2 separate regions of the Zea mays genome follow, and region 1 is linked to region 2. The links are chromatin contacts, called in public Hi-C maps. All regions are on one chromosome and are shown on one strand. The core of a region is the stretch at or near the end of the contact, and the rest is flanking DNA. Distances in the headings are between cores, read along the strand shown. Region 1 holds the start of LOC100283684 (IQ calmodulin-binding motif family protein). Region 2 holds the start of LOC103638180 (DExH-box ATP-dependent RNA helicase DExH9).

Evidence for each region. Hi-C and Micro-C count contacts between places; a contact is called where the count stands out from the background.
Region 1: a contact with region 2 is called in a Hi-C map of leaf, with 7 times the contacts expected there. The contact joins the promoter of LOC100283684 here to the promoter of LOC103638180 in region 2. A contact is called at or near these places in 3 of 25 Hi-C or Micro-C datasets (ear, leaf and tassel).

What each region holds. Positions count from the first base shown.
Region 1 is chr9:29,981,179-29,987,918 of Zm-B73-REFERENCE-NAM-5.0, reverse strand. It overlaps LOC100283684 (IQ calmodulin-binding motif family protein), which reads right to left and starts at 2,694. Exons shown (of 3, transcript NM_001156585.3): 1 at 1,859-2,694; 2 at 1,276-1,551; 3 at 1-179. The coding sequence starts at 2,617.
Region 2 is chr9:29,499,047-29,505,775 of Zm-B73-REFERENCE-NAM-5.0, reverse strand. It overlaps LOC103638180 (DExH-box ATP-dependent RNA helicase DExH9), which reads left to right and starts at 2,430. Exons shown (of 14, transcript XR_004852588.1): 1 at 2,430-2,866; 2 at 3,371-3,571; 3 at 3,653-3,871; 4 at 4,011-4,349; 5 at 4,462-4,566; 6 at 4,955-5,065; 7 at 5,798-6,048; 8 at 6,406-6,529.

The sequences.
Region 1 (6,740 bases), core at 1,445-3,944, 480 kb before region 2:
ATGGCTTTGTTCACAGCAGCGGTTTTCTCATCGGGGATGGCTCCACCCTCTGGGAGATCAAATTTCCTGCGGCTCAGTGATCGCTGCTTCCCTGGGGGCTGAGGGTCCACAACCTCCAGCATTGCTTCGAGCTCCTCTAGCATAGATTTCTTCGCGGTCCTCACCATGTAGTCAGGTCCCTGGATCCAGGGGAAAGCACCAAATATGGTCAGAGTCTGAGGCAAATATATGGAGCCCAGGGATAAAGTGAGACACGAGCAGGGATTTTATGAATAAAACATGTTAGTTGGCAAGTACTCCCTCTATTCTTTTTTATTTGTCACAGTATAGTTCAAAATTGAACTAGCGGACGACAAATATTCGAGAACAGAGGTAGTACGTGTTTAGTACAATATAAGGGTCAGAATGAAGCTGAGGAAGAACCAATTCATCTGATTGACATATATTCAAGGAAAGAGGCAGGGCCTAATTTGAGTGCAACACTACTGCAGTAGTAGTGGTAGTGAGGGTAAAGGCAAGACATACAAAATTTATGAGACAGAGACTAAGGCCTAATGCTTTTTGCCTTTTTTTTCACTATCATAGCATTATCAATAGATAGGTTCCATTCCAGAAAGACTTGAGAATTTCAAGCAGTGCAGCCTGTGCAGGGTTACAATGCTTGAATATCGAGAAACATTTGAAATTATTTAGATAGCTTCTCTTACATTCATTTGCCATGGAAAGCTGGAAGTCTACAGCAAAAACAGTAGAGAAGTTTTTTAGGAACAAAATGTCATGGATTTCTGCTCCCTAATCAATCCAATACCAGCCATATAAATGTTGTGCTAGTATGCAAAGCTAACTTCGCAGGAAATATGCAGCATTGCCTAAGAATAACAATATACATGACAATATTAAAGGTTTCAACCTCACGGCATCAGTATCCAGAAAAAAAATGACACAAGTAAATCAGTTTGTGTATGTTTTCAGGCCTTGGGCAGCCATTTTGGATTTTCTAGTATTTACATCTAAAATAAACCTACATCTTACAGAATCATATGTGCATACAAAACATACACAAGTAGACAACAAAAATGATCCCAATAACCTTTTAATCCTTGTACAGTTGATTCTATTTTCCTAACAATGTGATAATATTACTTAAACGGTTTAACCAATAACTTCAGATACTAGTGCAGCACTGCAAACTCGTGCTGAAAAAAGAGATTTGACAAATAAATCACAACCCAAAAATGTAACTGAAGAAAACACAGTGACAAACATGCAGCTCACCTCGAGTGCATCTACGGTGATGAGCAGCACGATGATCTTCTCAGAGAACCTCTGGCGCTCTTCGTGGTCATGCGCAATGCGGTGCCTGTAGGAGATGTTATAGAACAGGGACCTGAGCTCCTTGAGCTTGGCTTTAGCCACAGCTAGGTCACGCAGGCAGCGAAGCACCTGGGAGCGATGAGCAAGGTGAGCCCTGTAGGTCATCTGGATGAGCAATGCAGCGTCCTGCGGTGAGAGCTCCTTCCTCTTTCCCTTGCCGTTGCCCTTAGCAAATGCCTTACTCAGGATCAGAGAGGAAAATGCAGGTCAGTACAAAAAGAGTGGCAGCCAGGACCAGGAATGCGGATCTAGAACGGTACAGCATCATCAAACTCTTCTCGAACCACATCAAGTATCAAGTGTATGGATCTCTCCAATAGTCCTAGTGCTGCTAGAAAACTAGCGTTTCTTCAGATCAAAACAAATATAAAAGTAAACCTTTTTGGCCCCCAACCACCGTTCAAAACCCCTGTGAGAAGCGGAAACCCAAGCAGTCACCACTCACCAGTGAGGGGAATGACGAATGCAAAAGAAATGGTCTGACCTTTTTGATGGCGACGCATCCAGCATCATTGTCTTCCGAGATCTCCTCGATCTTGACGGTGGCGAAGGGGCATTTCTTCTCCTTCTTGACAGCCTTCACCTCCTTCTTCTCATTCTTGTTCATGGTGATCTTCTTGGCCTTGTTCTTGTCGGCCGCGCGCTCCTCCTCTTCTTTGTCGCTGTCGCTGGCGGTGAAGTCCTCCTCCCAGGTGTAGGCCTGGGACCAGGGCTCGAGACATCCCTTGCCCTTGACCGCGGCACCCCACTTGAGCTTCCTGGCGCTGGCTGCGGAGGATCCGCCCTTGGCCTCCCACTTCCACTTGCGGTCGAAGCCGTCGTCGTCGGGGGACTTGATCTCGGCCTCCCACTTGAGCGTCCGCTCCCCGGCGCGCGGCTTCTCGACGGAAGTCCACTTGACCTTGCGGCCGCCGGCCTCAGTGACATAGGTGCGCTTCCGGGTGGCGGGGGGTCCGGGGCGGCGGCGCGCGGTGGCGACGGCGACCTCGAGTGCGGCGACACGGTTGGTGAGGTCTCGGAGAATGAGCGGGGTGGGGGTGAAGGCCAAGAAGGGGTCGAGCGCCGGCGCGGGGGGCAGGAGGAGATCATCTAGGTCGGGGAATGGGGAGGCGGCGGGGAACGGGGACGGGTAATCTGAGACGCCGTCAAGGAGGAACGGGCAGGAGGAGGAGGAAGGTGGCGGCGGTGGGAAGGGGGAGAAGGGGTCTTCGAGGAGGCGTAGGAAGTGGCGATGGGAAGCCATGGCGAAAGCGACGGCGACGGAGATTGGTGGGAGCAGAGCAGATCAGATGGTTTGGGAGCTGGGACTGGGAGTGAAGTGGGAAGTGGGAGTGAACTGGGAAGGAAAAGGAATGCAGAGGCGACTCGACGGCGATGCCGCGATGGGCCCCGCCCTGGCGGCGGATGGTGTGTGCGCTGCACGTGACGTGACGCGGCAGCCGGCATGGGACTGTTTTTTTCCCTTTTATATAAATTTTTATTTTTACTTTTGGATCCTCAAAACTAATTTATTTTAGTAATCTATTTTAGTGAATAACATCCAGACTAGACGTTTCGGTGTTATAAATTATCCTTATTCCTTTACAAGTGGTGGTGACTATCTAACTCCTAAATCCTCCTTTTTAGCGCGACATGTATTCCTGTTTATCCGGAGTTTAGTTGTCCTTCATCCGAGTTATCTCCAAGTTCTAGTACTTTGGGTACGCTCAACCTCCCTGCCCGAGGTATCAGTGCTCCTTCTGCACATGACTCGGTCGTCGGATCTTCACCTCCACGGGTCAAGTTCATCCAGCCTGGTTGCGGCCCGAGGGCATGCCTTGCTAGGCAAGTCATCGAGGCCCATCAAGCGACCCACGGAGTGTTTCTGCGCTCCCACTCGAGATCAGTCTCGGGTGAGTCGCGACTGCATCTCCCATCCGAGGTTGGCTTCGAGCGAGACGGACTAGCGTTTCTGTGCTTGTAAAGATCCGGTGGATATATATCAAATAAGTTCCCGAGGCTCAAGCCAATTTTCGAGGGTAATTGACTCGAGACTCCAAAATGAATCATGCTATTCGACCGTCTTATGCTTTTGAGTGCAGCCTTGTTTCGCCTTTGCATTGGTGTTGTTGGAACCTGCCCTTCAAGACAGGTTGATCCAACAGGAAAATGGGGAGAGAGTTTGTAATGCTAACACGGGATGTCAAAAGCCACGTTAATCTCCCTATGCTTGCACATAGTACAGGGGTATTTATAGGTGCTCGAGAGGACGACTATCCCTATCAAAGACATTTAGATCCTCGAGTACCTGGTTTATCCCCAGAATATTCCCACGAGGGGGGTTACAGACAGTCATTACGATATACTTTATTACAGATGCGACCCAATTCACGCATGCCCACGCGGGGCCCAGCTTTGTGGGACGATCTGTACATGGGCCTCTCTCCGTGGTGAGGGAGCGGGAGGTCCAGTGGTCTTCGACGGGGCCTTCGTCTTGTCTCGTCGGAGCGAAGGGGGCAGAACAGGCCTCCGTCTGGTCAGCGCCTTGGCCTGTCCGGTGGGTCTTGCGGATGCGGTCTTCGTCTGCGCAATGCGAGGTGGAAGTCGTCGAGCGAAGGGTGCCGTGTTCACCTTCGTCCCAACATTTGCCCTCCGAGGGACCAGTTCGACTAAGTCAGCTGGCGTCGAAGACCACCGTGAGATGGTGATGACGCTGTCCTCGCTCGAAGTGGTCCCGCGGGGTTTTTGAAATGTGACCGTTGATGGACGTGTTACTGTTGGACTGCGGGTTTCCCGAGGCATCGTGTCGCGCCTATAAAAAGCCAACCTCGGCTGAGACCGTTTCCTGCTTGCATTTGCGCTGCAGAAACCCTAGCTTCTTTCAGTTGCTCGTCTGCCCTCCTTGCTCGCTCTGCGCCGGAAATATGGCCCGCATCAAGCAGACCGCGCGCCGCCGCCGATGGTATGTTGCAATGTCTTCTTCCTCGTCTACTACGAGTGCATCGCCGGCCGCACCATCGTCCGAGGAGACCTTGAGTGATTTGGTGGTGATTGAGTTGTAGCCCGGCCACATCGTGGAATTTGGTACCTCGAGGATTTTCTTGGGCCGCGTGCTGGAGATGCAGCGGCTTGGTTACTTTGGTAACGGTGTCGGGCGGGCCCCGGGCGCTGAGGAAATCCCCGAGCGTGAAGGCGAGTTGATAGTTTTTGAGGCCTTTTTGTTGCCGGTCTTCGCCTCCCGACACATCGGTTCGTGGTGGAGGTGTTGCGACGATTTGAGGTCCAAGTCCACCAGCTGACGCCGAACGCAATGGTGGTGCTTGCGAAGTATGTCTGGGCAGTCACTTCCTACGACGGGCAGCCGTCTGTGGAGGTCTTCGCCAAGAATTATTGCCTACATTGGCAGAAGAGGAAGATAGGGAATAAAATAGCCCAATTTGGATCATGTGAAAAGGAAATAGGGTTAACCTTTTCCCACAATTAATTTTGGTGGTTGAATGCCCAACGCAAATATATGGACTAACTAGTTTGCTCTAGAATACATGCTTTACAGGTGCACAAAGGTTCAACTCAAACCAATAAATATTCAAGTTAGGGATCAAATTCAAAGGAGCAAAGAAACTTGAGTGTGCTGAGGAACGACGCACCAGACTGTCCGGTGTGCCACCAGACAGTGTCCGATGCACCACCGGACAGTGTCTGGTGTGCTAGGACCGTACAGCTCAAACCAACCACTCTCGGGTTTTTCCAGGCGCCCTCCGCTATAATTCACCGGACTGTCTGGTGTGCCACCTGACTGTCCGATGCACCAGCTAACTCGCGCAACGGTCGACTCTGCAAAGGCTACAGTACGTGAATAGTGCCACACAGAAGTCAGAGCAGAAGTCAGAGGCACACCGGACAGTGAATAGGACATGTTTGGTGTGGCACCGGACTGTCCGGTGCCACATGAGGACAAAGCCTCCAACGGTCAACTGCTCCTGAACCTTAACGGTTGGGTGACGTGGCGGCGCACCGGACAGTCTACAGGACCTGTCCGGTGGCGCACCGGACTGTCCGGTGCGCCCATCGACAACAACCTTTGAAAGTCGCCTAGAGGGGGGGTGAATAGGTCGAATCTGAAAGTTTATAAACTTAAGCACAACTACAAGTCGGGTTAGCATTAGAGATATGAACGAGTCCGAGAGAGAGGGTGAAAAACAAATCGCGGGCAAATAAAGAGTGAGACACGATGATTTGTTTTACCGAGGTTCGATTCTTGCAAACCTACTCCCCGTTGAGGTGGTCACAAAGACCGGATCTCTTTCAACCCTTTCCCTCTCTCAAACGGTCACTTAGACTGAGTGAGCTTCTCTTCTCAATCAAACGGGACACGAAGTCCCCGCAAGGACCACCACACAATTGGTGTCTCTTGCCTTGGTTACAATTGAGTTGATCACAAGAAAGAATGAGAAAAAGAAGCAATCCAAGCGCAAGAGCTCAAATGAACACGTCACTCTCTCACTAGTCACTATTTGATTGGGAGTGATCTTTGGACTTGGAGAGGATTTGATCTCTTTGGTGTGTCTTGTATTGAATGCTATAGCTCTTGTAAGGTGTGGGAAGTCAGAAAACTTTGATGCAATGAATGGTGGGTGGTTGGGGTATTTATAGCCCCAACCATCAAACTAGCCGTTTGGTGAAGGCTGCTTTCGCATGGCGCACCGGACAGTCCGGTACGCCACCGGGCACTGTTCGGTGCGCCTGCCACGTCACCTGGACGTTGGATTTCGACCGTTGGAGCTTCTGTCTTCTGGGCCACCGGACAGTCCGGTGGTGCACCGGACAGGCACTGTTCACTGTCCGGTGCGCCATCTGGCTCTACTCTGACTCTAGCGCGCACTGTAGCGCATTTAATGCCTTCTGTAGACGACCGTTGGCGCGAAGTAGCCGTTGCTCCGCTGGCACACCGGACAGTCCGGTGCGCCACCGGACACTGTCCGGTGCTACACCTGACAGTCCGGTGAATTATAGCGGAGTGGCCTCCAGAATTCCCGAAGGTGAGCAGTTCGAAGTTGAAGTCCCTGGTGCACCGGACAGTCCAGTGCGCCAGACCAGGGCACACTTTGTCTGACTTTAGCTCTCTATATTTGAATCCTTTTTCGGTCTTTATATTGGTTTGTTGTGAACCTTTGGTGCCTGTAGAACTCATAATCTAGAGCAAACTAGTTAGTCCAATTATTTGTGTTGGACAATTCAACCACCAAAATCAATTAGGAAAATGTGTAATCCTATTTCCCTTTCAATCTCCCCCTTTTTGGTGATTGATGCCAACACAAACCAAAGCAAATATAGAAGTGCATAATTGAACTAGTTTGCATAATGTAAGTGCAAAGGATACTAAGAAT
Region 2 (6,729 bases), core at 1,181-3,680:
TCTGCACAGGTTCTTGCACAAACATTGTGAGGGTGAAAGGTTAGCGGATCATGTATCCTGCTTGTTATGTTTTCATGGGATATACTTCTCTTGGTTTATAAAGAGTTAAAGACTGTACTATTTGTGCCATTTCACTTATAGACATTGGCAGGTAACATATCGGTAAGGAGGCCACTGAAACCAGCAACTGGAAAGCATGAGGACGTGCCTGCAAATCATCCATGTCATACCACTCTGGACGGAATGGAGAACATTTGTTGTTTTATCTTGGAAATTCTTACTGGCACTGGGTTGAACTTGAACGCTTACCATCTTTGATCTCTGAAATTCAGTATTTGAGCTCATAACAAGGTGCTGGAAAATGTTTGCTGGCTAGCAAGATGCAGTTTTTTTCCTGTTTTCTGCTGCTCTTTCCGTTATGATTTCAAATCATTGTTTCTGTGTGTGATTCTAAAATCTCTGAATTTATTTGCCATACTCAGAAACTTGATGGCGAAGCAAGACATGTCAGACCTTGGGTTCAGAACTATGGACGAAGCAGGTACGTCTCCTGACAGGAACAACAAACTGGAGAACCCTCCTAATCAGCCAAAGGATTAAAAAAATAGTTGTTTGGCTTTGATGTAGCTTTTGTATGTTTCTTCATCCGGGAGATCTGTCAAGATCTCAAACAAATAAGGGTATAATGAAAGGACGATGTTAGTTTACATAGTAACCAAATTTGAAACTTATCTGTTGGCTGTTTTGAGTTTTGACGTTCCTAAGGAGCAGTTATATGATTTATGCTGTGATTAAGGGCTGATTTGCACTTCAATGTCCTCTAAATGTGTCACTTCGGTCGTGAGGCCAGCCACGTCATACCACTCTGGACGGAATGGAGAACGCGCAGCAGGACTGGCTGCTACTGGCGGCACGAAATCTAAGGCTGCTGAATGGGAGAAGGCAAAGCTTGGAAGAGTTACAGAGGAGTGAGTACGATCTGTTTTTTTTATTATTCTGAAGGTCACTCGATTCAAGCTATGCTAATATGGAGTTATGGACTTCAAATTTAGTTATGGACTTCAGTATTTGCTTCGTCGAAAGGTTACCATGTGAATGTTGATTACCTGTTTGTTCTAACTCTCACTGCTGGATTGGAAGGTTACCATGTGAATGTTGATGGACAGCATGTGACATCATTTCCATACCGCACTGTAAGTGGCTCTCGCTTGTACATGAATGGATGGGGAATGCAATGCAATATTAGTATTGGTGCACTGGCGTCTGTGTTTGGCACTTATGTTAGCTTTTGTCTCTTGTGATGTTGTTAGGGATTTGTTCTTGAGGATTCTACTGGCTTATCATTGAATGAGGACCTGGATGTGCAATCAGTGTTCGCGGGGACTCTGCCAACTACACATCCTAGCTTTTCTCCACAGAAACATCTAAAGTTGTTACCCAGTTGGCAGGCCCATCCCCTTCCAGACGAACCAGTTGAGATTTTCATCTGTATCCTGTCAGCAGGCAACCATTTTGCTGAGCGTATGTCTGCTGCTCAGAAGTCGTCGAATGTTGTGGCCCGTTTTTTTGTTGCCCTGGTACATCTTCAAGACCAAACTTGAGTACTTTTATTTTTGTTGGACTTGTGCTGATTATTTTTCTTTTCTGCAGCATGGCAGAAATGAGGTTAATGTGGAGCTGAAAAAGGAGGCTGAGTTTTTTGGTGACCATGCCTTCGAGTCCTTCAAGTCGACAGTAGAAAATTATGTTTAGTAGCACAAGGAGCACTTGTGTAGCTGAAAGGATTTTCCGTAAATAGAGCTTGAAGTCGTTCTGACTATATGTAATTGTAGTTAGACCATTTTATCACACAACTAGATGCACTACAGGTTATAACTGCTTGGTTCTCAAAAATTGAGGTGGCCGAAGTCCTTTGTACAAACATTATCTTAATGTGAAGGAGAGAAATTGAGGTAAGTGTTTTTCGATATAAACTCACACGTGATTTTGCAACGTCTGATATACATTTGTCTGATATACATTTGCATGGTAGAGCGCCCGATAGGGCGCCTTTTTTCTAGTCTACTTAGTGATCTAAGGTAATATAACTGATCCAGAAATAATGATGCCACAATAATGTGAATGATCCAAAAATTAATATGAATGATTTTAAATAAAGAGAGTAGCCATAGTTGATCTAAGTAATCTCAGGTAATGCACAACGAGTGACTAGAACCGATATGAATAATCTAGAGATGATCTTAGTGATCCATAAATAAACTAATTGATCGAGTAACTCAGATATTTCAGAAATAATCTAGCAGATTTATAACATTTAGGACTAGTTTATGAACCTTAATTTTTCAAAGAATTTCTATTTTCTCATGAGAAATTGTGAAATTGTGGTTCCAAACTAAAGATTTACGAACGGTCTCATCCCGTCGAATCTCGTCGCTGCACCAAACACCCACACGGGGGTACCGGGTACGGGACATCCCGGCCCTTCCTTTCCTTCTCGCGCGCGACCAAATAACTCCTCACTAAAACCCTAGGGCTCCCGGCCGCCACTGCCTACGCCGTCGCCATGGAGACCCTCAAGCGCAAGGCCGTGGACAGCCCCGGAGACGCCTACCAGGCCTCTTCTCTCAAGCCGCCGCTCGCCGCCGCCGCCGTGGAGCCTCGCGCTCCGACCACCCTCGCGGCCGCCGAACCAGTCGCTTGCGTGCACGACGTCTCCTACCCCGAGGGCTACGACCCATCCGCCTCTACGTCCCGCGCCATTGCCGGCGGAGCTGATGCCTCTGAGCCAGCAAAGAAGTTTCCTTTCCAGCTCGACCCCTTCCAGGCCGAGGCCATACGCTGCCTCGACAATGGTGAATCCGTCATGGTACCATGTCGGCTCCATTTATATCTCTCTCAGCGCGTTTCATTTGGCCACCCAGCTCGGTACATGTGTCAAATTAGTATCTTTTTTTAGTTCAAATGCCCCCTGAATTGGATTAGGTAGCATAGCAACCTCCTCAAATTTGGTTCACTCAACGCAAGGATGCCATTTTAGCCTCTTAGGTTTAACCTTTTCAAATACCTATATCATTTTCACCGCGTAGAACGTGCCTCTCATCGTGCTGCTGTTGGTCCATCTATTGCTGATGGCCGATTAGCACCCATGGTTGCTGAATGCTGATAGTAAATTCAGTAATTTATAGTCCCCCCTATTGTATGAGCTGTATGGTATCAGGCCACACCTCATGGTCCAACTAATTTCTTGCTAAACCGTCTTGCTTTGTGCTTCTGTATGTACAGTCAAACCAGTCATTCTTTCATGATTTCATCAGCTAAGTTGTTTGTCACTTATAGAATCTTTCTCTACTTTCCTTTTGGGGTTTTCTAGGTTTCAGCTCATACGTCAGCGGGAAAGACAGTAGTCGCGTTGTATGCAATAGCGATGTCTTTGCGCAACCAACAGCGGGTCATTTATACATCTCCAATCAAGGCACTGAGCAACCAAAAGTACAGGGAGTTCAAAGAAGAGTTCTCTGATGTTGGTCTCATGACTGGGGATGTCACAATTGAGCCGAATGCCTCCTGTCTGGTACTGCCTTCTGCCCTCACCACTCTTTCAATTGCTTGTACATTTATGCTTGGAACTTAAAACCATTCCCTGACAATGCAGGTCATGACCACAGAAATTTGGCGGAGCATGCAATACAAGGGATCTGAGGTCATGAGGGAAGTTGCCTGGGTTATATTTGATGAGGTGCATTACATGCGGGATAGAGAGAGAGGAGTGGTTTGGGAGGAGAGTATAGTGATGGCTCCCAAGAATTCACGCTTTGTCTTCCTCTCGGCAACTGTACCTAATGCCAAGGAGTTCGCTGATTGGGTAGCTAAGGTCTGTTCCCAAGTGTGCCTATTTGTCTCCATGTTTCTGTTGCCATGATTTTGGATTTGAACTCATGTATTTGTTAAAAGGCGTCTATAGACATGGTCAAGCATTCACACATGCTTTAAGAACATATGCTATTTTTCAGGTACATAAGCAACCCTGTCATATAGTATACACCGACTATAGACCTACACCTCTTCAGCACTATGTATTTCCTTCTGGAGGGGACGGATTATACCTTGTAGTGGATGAGAAGGGCAAGTTCAGAGAGGACAGTTTTCAGAAAGCATTGAACGCCCTTGTCCCTGCTAGCGACAGTGCCAAGAAGAAGGAAAATGGGAAGCGGCAGAAATTTACCATGGCAGGTACATCTAGTGAGGAAAGTGACATATTCAAGATGGTGAAGATGATAATTCAGCGCCAATATGATCCTGTAATACTTTTTAGCTTTAGCAAAAGGGAATGCGAATTTCTTGCTATGCAGGTATGCTTTTTTGTAGATTATTATTCAATTTAGAGAACCAGAAAATTATGTGGTCTGGAGGAAGAAATCGAGTTGGTTCAGTTGATTTTGACTATCTTCCATTGGGTGATAGATGGCTAAGATGGACTTGAATGAGGATGATGAGAAGGCAAACATCGAAACAATTTTTTGGAGTGCTATGGATATGCTTTCTGATGATGACAAAAAGCTTCCTCAGGTGAGTCCTCATTTCTGTTTCAGGTTTTTTTTATCTCAAGCATCAAACACAATGGAATTTAACACTGTAAAGTGTAGACCTTAGTAACCAGGTTCCTGGATCGATGGGATCGAGGAACGGGAACATGGTACGTGGTACGCTACAAAAACTAGGATTTAACACTACTGGAACGAGATTGTTCCCACGTTCCCGGAACGAGGAACGTGGCCAAGTTCCCAGTTTCCGGTTACTAAGGTGTAGACATTACTATGAGACGGGAGTCTTATTTTTTAAGCTATCTACAGTGGTCTACGTTTCTATTTGTAATATATGAACCATTAGCAGTACTGGTAGGCAATGCTATGAATTGATAATTCATCTTAAAACTGAGCCAATGGAGCTGTCGCAGGTTTCAAACATGCTCCCCTTACTGAAACGCGGCATTGGCGTGCATCATTCTGGTCTGTTGCCTATTTTAAAGGAAGTCATTGAGATACTCTTTCAGGAGGGCCTCATCAAGGTTAGCACATTTTATGGATCTCGTGGTGGCTCAAGTTTCTGTCATTTCTTAGCCTCAGAAGTAGCTTATTGCTAGTGGTATTTGAACACTCATATGGCTACTTTTTACTGGAGCAATGATAGTAAGACATAGATGTTCATAACTTCTTATATACATTTTGCACTTTTACATCAATCAAGAATTTCATGCATCAAAAGGTTAGGCTCTATTGCTTGATTCTTGGTAATGAGTAGATTCTGCTTGTTGCTACTGTATTATACTATCTCCGTTCAGAATTATAAGGCATTTTGATTTTTCTTGATACATAGCTTTTACTATGCACTTAGATGCACATCATGTCTAGATACATAACGAAAGCAATGTATCTAGAAAAACCAAAACATCTTATAATTTGGAATGCTGGGAGTAGTTCCATATGAAGACACATATTCGTCGATATGAAACACGAAATGGATAGATACGATTCTAGGTGATTCTACGATTCTATGTTAATTGCACTTCTAAATTTAAATAGAGTGTAAGAGGGACGGATAGGTCTGAAATAACAGATTTTAACTAATGTCATGGACTATTTATACATTGAGAAATGCATTTAAGCGTCTATTATACATATTCTCCCTAATGATGCTGCGCTTCCACTGAGCATTTTAGATATGTTTTCTTTCTATCTCAAGACTATGCTGTGTGCTGTACCTTTTTATTTCTTGCTGAAATTAAAACATGGTGTTATAGTGTTTGTTTGCCACAGAAACATTCAGTATTGGTTTGAACATGCCTGCAAAGACTGTTGTGTTTACCAATGTGCGAAAATTTGACGGAGACCGATTCAGATGGTTGTCGAGTGGAGAGTACATCCAAATGAGTGGCCGTGCTGGTCGTCGAGGTATTGATCTGCGTGGTATCTGTATACTGATGGTAGACGAGAAAATGGAACCTTCAACTGCCAAAATGATGCTGAAAGGAAGTGCAGATAGTTTGAACAGGTCAGTACATGTCATCCTGGCTTTTATGGCTCATTTAAAACTAGAAGCTTTAACGTACTTAATACAATTTGGTTGAGTGGTCTGCATGAAAAAAAAATCTGGAACACAAGATTATGACTGGGATGGACAAATTCTTGCAGTGCAATGAAGTTCTTGGTTAATATTGTTCTTATAATCTGCGGATAATGCTAGCCGTTCGTGTTATGCCTGTTCATTGCACCCTGTAAATATTGAGTTAGCATACCAATGCTCAAATTCAGACTGCCCTCTGTTTCATTCTATGTTTATTATCGCTTTTAAGTGTGGAATTATGTTCTCTTCTGCTTGGGCTTACCCAACTACCTTTCTATTTGTTAGTGCCTTTCATCTGAGCTACAATATGCTGTTAAATCAAATGCGATCTGAGGATGGGGATCCAGAAAAGCTCCTCCGGCATTCATTTTATCAATTTCAGGCTGACCGTTCTCTTCCTGATCTTGAGGTCTGCTGACTTCACTTTTCTTTGAAATGGAGAAGTTTATTTATGCTCCTGCCTCCTAAGTGTTTTTGTGGTCATCCTACATACATAATGCCTCTATCCTTGACATCCATGAACCACATAATGTATTCATCTATTAACTTGTCACCCATTGAAACTTGTAATATCACACTGTTTCCTGTACCTGCTCCACAGTCCACACT